2 separate regions of the Hordeum vulgare genome follow, and region 2 is linked to region 1. A link is a contact called in public Hi-C data. All regions are on one chromosome and are shown on one strand. The core of a region is the stretch at or near the end of the contact, and the rest is flanking DNA. Distances in the headings are between cores, read along the strand shown.

Evidence for each region. Hi-C and Micro-C count contacts between places; a contact is called where the count stands out from the background.
Region 2: a contact with region 1 is called in a Hi-C map of seedling, with 3 times the contacts expected there. The contact joins the promoter of LOC123410889 here to the promoter of LOC123407273 in region 1. A contact is called at or near these places in 2 of 6 Hi-C or Micro-C datasets (leaf and seedling).

The regions. Positions count from the first base shown.
Region 1 is chr7H:3,495,958-3,499,217 of MorexV3_pseudomolecules_assembly, forward strand. It overlaps LOC123407273 (protein transport protein SEC16A homolog), which reads right to left and starts at 1,423. Exons shown (of 13, transcript XM_045100376.1): 1 at 1-1,423. The coding sequence starts at 1,222.
Region 2 is chr7H:3,741,064-3,744,051 of MorexV3_pseudomolecules_assembly, forward strand. It overlaps LOC123410889 (tyrosine-protein kinase JAK2-like), which reads right to left and starts at 1,464. Exons shown (of 14, transcript XM_045103816.1): 1 at 1,009-1,464; 2 at 852-930; 3 at 430-764; 4 at 1-182. The coding sequence starts at 1,014.

The sequences.
Region 1 (3,260 bases), core at 173-2,672:
CCGCTGCGCTGCTCTGATCCTGGCCCCAGGTCGCGGCAGCGGCGCTGGCCTCTTCCGTGATGGTCTCCAACCCTGCCTGTGAAGAGTTCTGCAGGTACGAAACACCAAGGTGCTGCTGCTGCTGAACATTTTCGCCGCCAACGGCTGCTGCAGCACCGGCATTATTATCAGCAAAGCCTTGAGCACCGATAGTGTCCACTTGATACCACTGCCCTGTTGCCACGTCCCACTTCCAGCCAGGGTAGGGATCGGAGGGGTCCACAGCCCCGCCGGTCCAGTCCGACTGCGCAACGGTGTTCTGAAGATCCGCAGACTCCACGGCTCCAGCACCCATGTACGAGTGCGAACTTGCATTGCCGTCCACTCCATTGAAGAAGCTATGATCATCCGCCGCAACGCTACCAGCAGTCCCCACAGCCGAGCCCTGCACCCCGAAAAAGGTGTCTTCACCAACACGGCCATCCGCCAGGAATTCCCCGGAACCAGCCCCCCAGCCCAGCTGCGAGCTGGCATTGCTGCTGGCCACTCCATTGTAGAAGCTGTGATCCACTGCTCCGACGGTGGTGGCACCGAAACCTGAAACCTGGGCTCCCACGGCAGCTCCGAGAAACGGGTCGCCAGCTCCGAGAAACGGGTCGCCAGCGGTGTCGGCCAGGAGGTCGCTGAAGGGATCTGGCTCGGTTCCGCTGCTGATGTCGGCGCCGAAGAGGCTCCACTGCACCTGCTTGACGGTCGTGCGGACGCCCTTGGAGGACCCCGAGCCCGACCCTGACCCTGGCGACCTGCCCTCGGGGTCGGGCGCGGCCACCGCCTTGACCTCGGGTAACCCGGCCGGAACCTCGTCGTTAGGGGCCTCCTCCTTGACCTCGGGCAGCGCGGCCGGAACCTCAGCGTCAGGGGCCGCGGCCTCGACCTCGGGCAGCGAGGGCAGGACCTCAGCGTCAGGGGTCGCGGTCAGAGCATCAGCTTGAGGGGGCGCCACCGGGGCTTCAGCCTCTGCCTGCGGCTCGGGAGAGGCTGCCGCGGGCTGGGGCTCGGGCTCAGGGGCCCCACCCGTGCCGTCGTCGGCGTCGTCGAGGGTGAGGGCCGCGAGGTCGGCGGCCGCGGCGGCATCTTCGGCGGCAGCGTGGGATTTTGCGGCGGGGGGAGGTCGGGAGGCGTCGTCGTCGTCGTCGTCGACGAGCTTGTCGAAGAAGTCGGCGTCGTCGGAGTCGGACCCCATCCGCCGCCGATCCCTCCTGGGAGAGAGAGAGGGAGAGGGAGCGAGGGGCGAGCGAGCTAGGGTTTGGATCCCGGCCCGGCGCGGTGGATCGAGGAGGAGGAGGAGGAGGAGGGGATCGGGGTCGGCGGTGGGGCGGCGAGGAAGTGGATTTTGGATCTCGGCTCAGACTTTGGTTGTGTGGAGTTGGATTTGGATCGTGGAGGAGACGGGACGGGACGGGAGGGGGGAGACGGGCGCGGACGCGTCACGCGCGCTTGCGTGGCGTGCGACGCAGCCGCATCAGCCGCCGACGCGGCCTGCCGCGTCACCTCGCCTCCCTTCTGTTCTGCCTCTGGTTCCCACTGCCCCCATTTTCTGCCAACAACAACCAACAACCTTGTTTATCAATTCATCCTTTTCTCTTCTTTTTTCATGTTATGAGATAGCTTGTTTATCAATCCATCCTTTTCTTTTAATTTTTTTCATGTCATGAGATGATGATAGGTGTCATTTTTCCGTCATTCTCTTCTTTTGCTTTTCGTCTATCCGCCTGGAGCACCGGCTTGCATGCACGAAAGAGCATTTTTTGAGATCCCGTGACCCCTGATGCGACGGAAAACCGGATATAATGCTTCCTAGACCGACACCGACATGGCACGTATACACGTTGGTTATTGAGTGGACGGAGGAAAGAGACGAGCGCTGGCTAGCGATGACATGGCAGATCCGCACTAGCCATGAATGTATAGATCAAAGTAAATTTATCTTTTATTGTGTGATTAGAATATAAAAAATATGCATTTTAATATTATTTTTGTTCTATCGGTAAGCGTGCGCACGGCCATTTATACAAAAAATAGAAATATTATGCGGCTTAAAATGCTAACTCGCAAACACTCTACCGTCCAACCTTTTTTCCCCGAAAACAATCAACCCTTGATGTGTCAAAACCAATATAATCCTTTCTATAACAGCGATGGTATTCATTGAAATTTATTGATTGTATAAATATGGAATATCTAGTTAAAGACTTTATTGACGGGTGTCGTAATATCATGATTGCATTCAGAGAGTGCCAAGAAGCCCTATGTCCTACTTCATTTTTCATGTGCTCTTCCGCCAGTACTACGGACAATGAGACTCGCGCCCCTCGATCCAATCATCCAAGAGCTAGAGCACCGGTTTGCATGCGCGAAAGAGCATTTTTTGAGATCGCGTGACCCCTGATGCGACGAAAAAACGGATATAATGCTTCCTAAACCGACACCGACATGACATGTATACACATTTGTTATTTAGTGGATGGAGGAAAGAGATGAGCGCTGGCTAGCGATGACATGGTAGATACACACTAGCCAAGACGTTACTGAGTATCATGCACACCTCGGTTAATGACGATCTAGCCCAATGGGTCAGGAAAGTCTAGGAAGACAGGAGTTGGATGACATAGTCAATTGTCTGTTAGAGTAAGTCAAAAGTAGCACATGAAACGAAACGTATACATCAAAGTAAAATTATCTTTTATTGTCAATTATAATATAAAAAATATGCACCTTAATATTATTTTTATTCTATGTGTAAGCGCGCGCACGGCCATTTATACAGAAATAGAAATATTATGCGGCTTAAAATGCTAACTCGCAAACACTCTACCGTCCAACCTTTTTTCCCCGAAAACAATCAACCCTTGATGTGTCAAAACCAATATAATCCTTTCTATAACAGCGATGGTATTCATTGAAATTTATTGATTGTATAAATATGGAATATCTAGTTAAAGACTTTATTGACGGGTGTCGTAATATCATGATTGCATTCAGAGAGTGCCAAGAAGCCCTATGTCCTACTTCATTTTTCATGTGCTCTTCCGCCAGTACTACGGACAATGAGACTCGCGCCCCTCGATCCAATCATCCAAGAGCTAGAGCACCGGTTTGCATGCGCGAAAGAGCATTTTTTGAGATCGCGTGACCCCTGATGCGACGAAAAAACGGATATAATGCTTCCTAAACCGACACCGACATGACATGTATACACATTTGTTATTTAGTGGATGGAG
Region 2 (2,988 bases), core at 214-2,713, 250 kb after region 1:
TGCTTTCCATTGTGCTCAACAAGCACCTGTTTTGTGTGATGGCAGTAACCAACCAACGGTATGATATTTTGATGTCGGACCCTCATAAGATTATTAAACTCGTTTTTGAATTCCTCATCGTCCAGCCCCGGCATGAGGTGAAGCTTCTTCACAGCAATGTACTGCCCATTGTCCAGCACTCCCTGTTAAAACATAAGTATGTATTAAATCACCATTGCTAAGTGTTCAGGAGCTGTTGCGACCTTTTATAAACTTCTCTATGCGTGGTGCAGAACATATGGGATGGGTGGCTTTGTTGACAACTTTAATCACAAAGATGGATTGCAGAAATTGGATCTTACCCCGTTGTCCTGCACTCCATGTTATCAGCTCCATAGTAGTAATGAAATTGCGAGCGATTATACACTCCCGGGATAAAGCATATAGTACCTTGTAGACTATTCCATGCCGACCACGGACAATGATGCGCGCCTCGGAGAAATTGTCTGTGATGCTGTTCAAGAACCCGACTGTAAACTCGTACCGAGGACGAGGGGGCGGATAGTAGGGAAAGGGATAGTACACCGGCGGGACCGGTACGGGCTTCTTCTTGTCGGCGCCGTCCTTCTTGTCGCCGTCCTTCTTCTCCTCTTTGGCCGGCCCGACGGAGACGATCTGAGCGTTGGCAAACAACCTTCGCAGCTTGGCCACGACGTCGACGGGGTCGACGACGCCGACGACCGTGATCGTCCCGCACCGCAAGTCCGCGGCAATCGCGTCGATACCTTTACGTGAAACGAATTCAGGAACAAGACTGGAGAGGAGAGAAAAACCTGGATCAGGGAAGAGTAGTAGAGGCAGAGAGGCAGTACCATGTAGAGTGGAGACTGCTTTGAGCGCCTTCCGCTGCTGGCTCCTGTCCTCCAGCGCCACCTTCATCACCATCCTTCGCTGCGATCCCCATAGAAAGAACAAACAAATTAACCCATGGAGCAACCAACAACAGCAAGATTTCGCAGCTAATCTCACCATCATGGCGGCCGGCAATCAACCAACCACAACAATAGTCCACGCGGGACTGCGGGAGAGAGAGGGGAAAGTACGTGGAAGGCAAAATACAAGTCGGCCAAAAATCAAAATGGTGCTCAAGTGGGCAGAGTACTGCTGCAACTAGTCAATTATTGAGGACGAAAATATCTTGCCATCCGCAGCAAGGAGGACCAGTATGATTAGCTCTCACCAACCACGCCCCCCACACTATGATTAGCTCTTCACGAACGGACTTGCAGATTAGAATTAAGTATTGCACCTAACAGGCTCTCCAATACGACCGATCGTAGTAAAAGACATCGTTAAATTGTCTGGTTGTTTTCTTAGAGCATCTTCAAAAATCACCAACTCCAACAGATCATGTAAAATAGGCGATGCAAAATACATCACCGTTGTTTTCTTAGAAACAGAAGCGCTTAGATCCACGCCCAAAAAATTTATATAGCTTTTTTTTTAGAATTCTGGTCGGGAAGTGAAATTCTCCCCATTTTTAGATCCCATCTCACGCGTTTCCCCCTCCCCTCCGCTGCGCCCCGCGCGGGCGGCCGAGGGGCTCCAACCCTAGCCGCCGGTCTCTCCCCATCCCACCCCTCCCCTTCGCCGCCGCTGGAGGAAACCGCCGGGCTAAGCCCGGGCGGATGATGGCGGTGGCGGAGGAGCCTCTCCTTCTCGCGCGCGTGGGTGGCGCGGGGCATCCAGGCGCGCGGATGTGTGTCCCGAGATCTGAGACTCTGTGCGGCGGTGGATCGCTCCCGGCGGCGAATGCAACTGCTGCATCTGGCCACGATGTCTCCTCGGATCAGCGACGTCATGGAGGGACTTGGTTGGTTGGTCAGCTGCAGGCGTAGTTGGCCCTTTCGTCAGATCTGATCTGGCCTGAGTGGCTAGCTTGCTCTGCGGTGGCGGAGATCGGTGGTCGCCTGTGCGCACGATGTGAGACGGATATTCGTCGAGCGGATCCGGGAGAAATCCTTGTTCTTGGCTTGTTGCTAAGTCAGGCGATGGCGGCACTCTTCAATGTCGTCACCTTCTTGGGGGCATCGCCGTGGAGAAGCTCAAGACCTCTATCCGCTACCTTCGGGGGAAACCCTACATTAGTAGATCGGATGACGGCGGCGCGCAGGTGTCGTTTTCCTCTTGGGGACGTCATTTTTGGAGGTGTACACATGCTTGAGGGACCAGTGGGCGGCTTTTTTGGTGGAGCGGTGCTTCATCTTACTCATTGATGGCGGTGGATCTCGGCAGCGTGGCGCAGCGGAGACTCGGTGTCTGATGCGTGGAGATGGACTCGTGCAGGAGGTGGAAGCTCTTTTGCGTCATGGTGACGTCGATGGCAGAGAGGTCTAGCAAGTCGGTGTGTTAGTTTCTTCTCTGAAGACGGATTGGTGAAAGATGGCGGCGACGACACATGAGAGTGCGTCGGACCGGTTTGTACCCTAAACCCAGTATGTGGCTCGGTTGGGGCCTCCGGCTTTAGATGTTAGGTTTTGGTGCGATGTCTGATTGGTATTAGGTTCGGACTATCGGCATCCCTTGATCAAGTGATTAGGAGTAGCGATAGTTGTTGCTAAGATGGTGGCTTTGGACAAACTGATGTACTAATTGTAAAGTCTTTGTGAATAATTAATAAAATGGCTGCATGCATCTTCCAGATGCAGAGGCCGGGGGTAATCCTCCTTTTCTAAAAAAAAGTTAGGTTTTTTAAGGACGCCGGCGAGCGTCGGCTCCAGCGATCGCAGTATATTTAGAGCGTGTGCGGCGCTTCAGCAGCTGCTGTAAATTTAGCGCGCGTGCGGCGCTCCAACACCCAAAACACGCATATGAAAACATAGATTAATAATATAGATAATATATTTTACATATAGATAATAAAACATAGATAATATAGATAATATTACATATAGATAAAACTAGTTCAACACAAAGATAAATAAAACTAGTTCAGCACGTAGATAAATA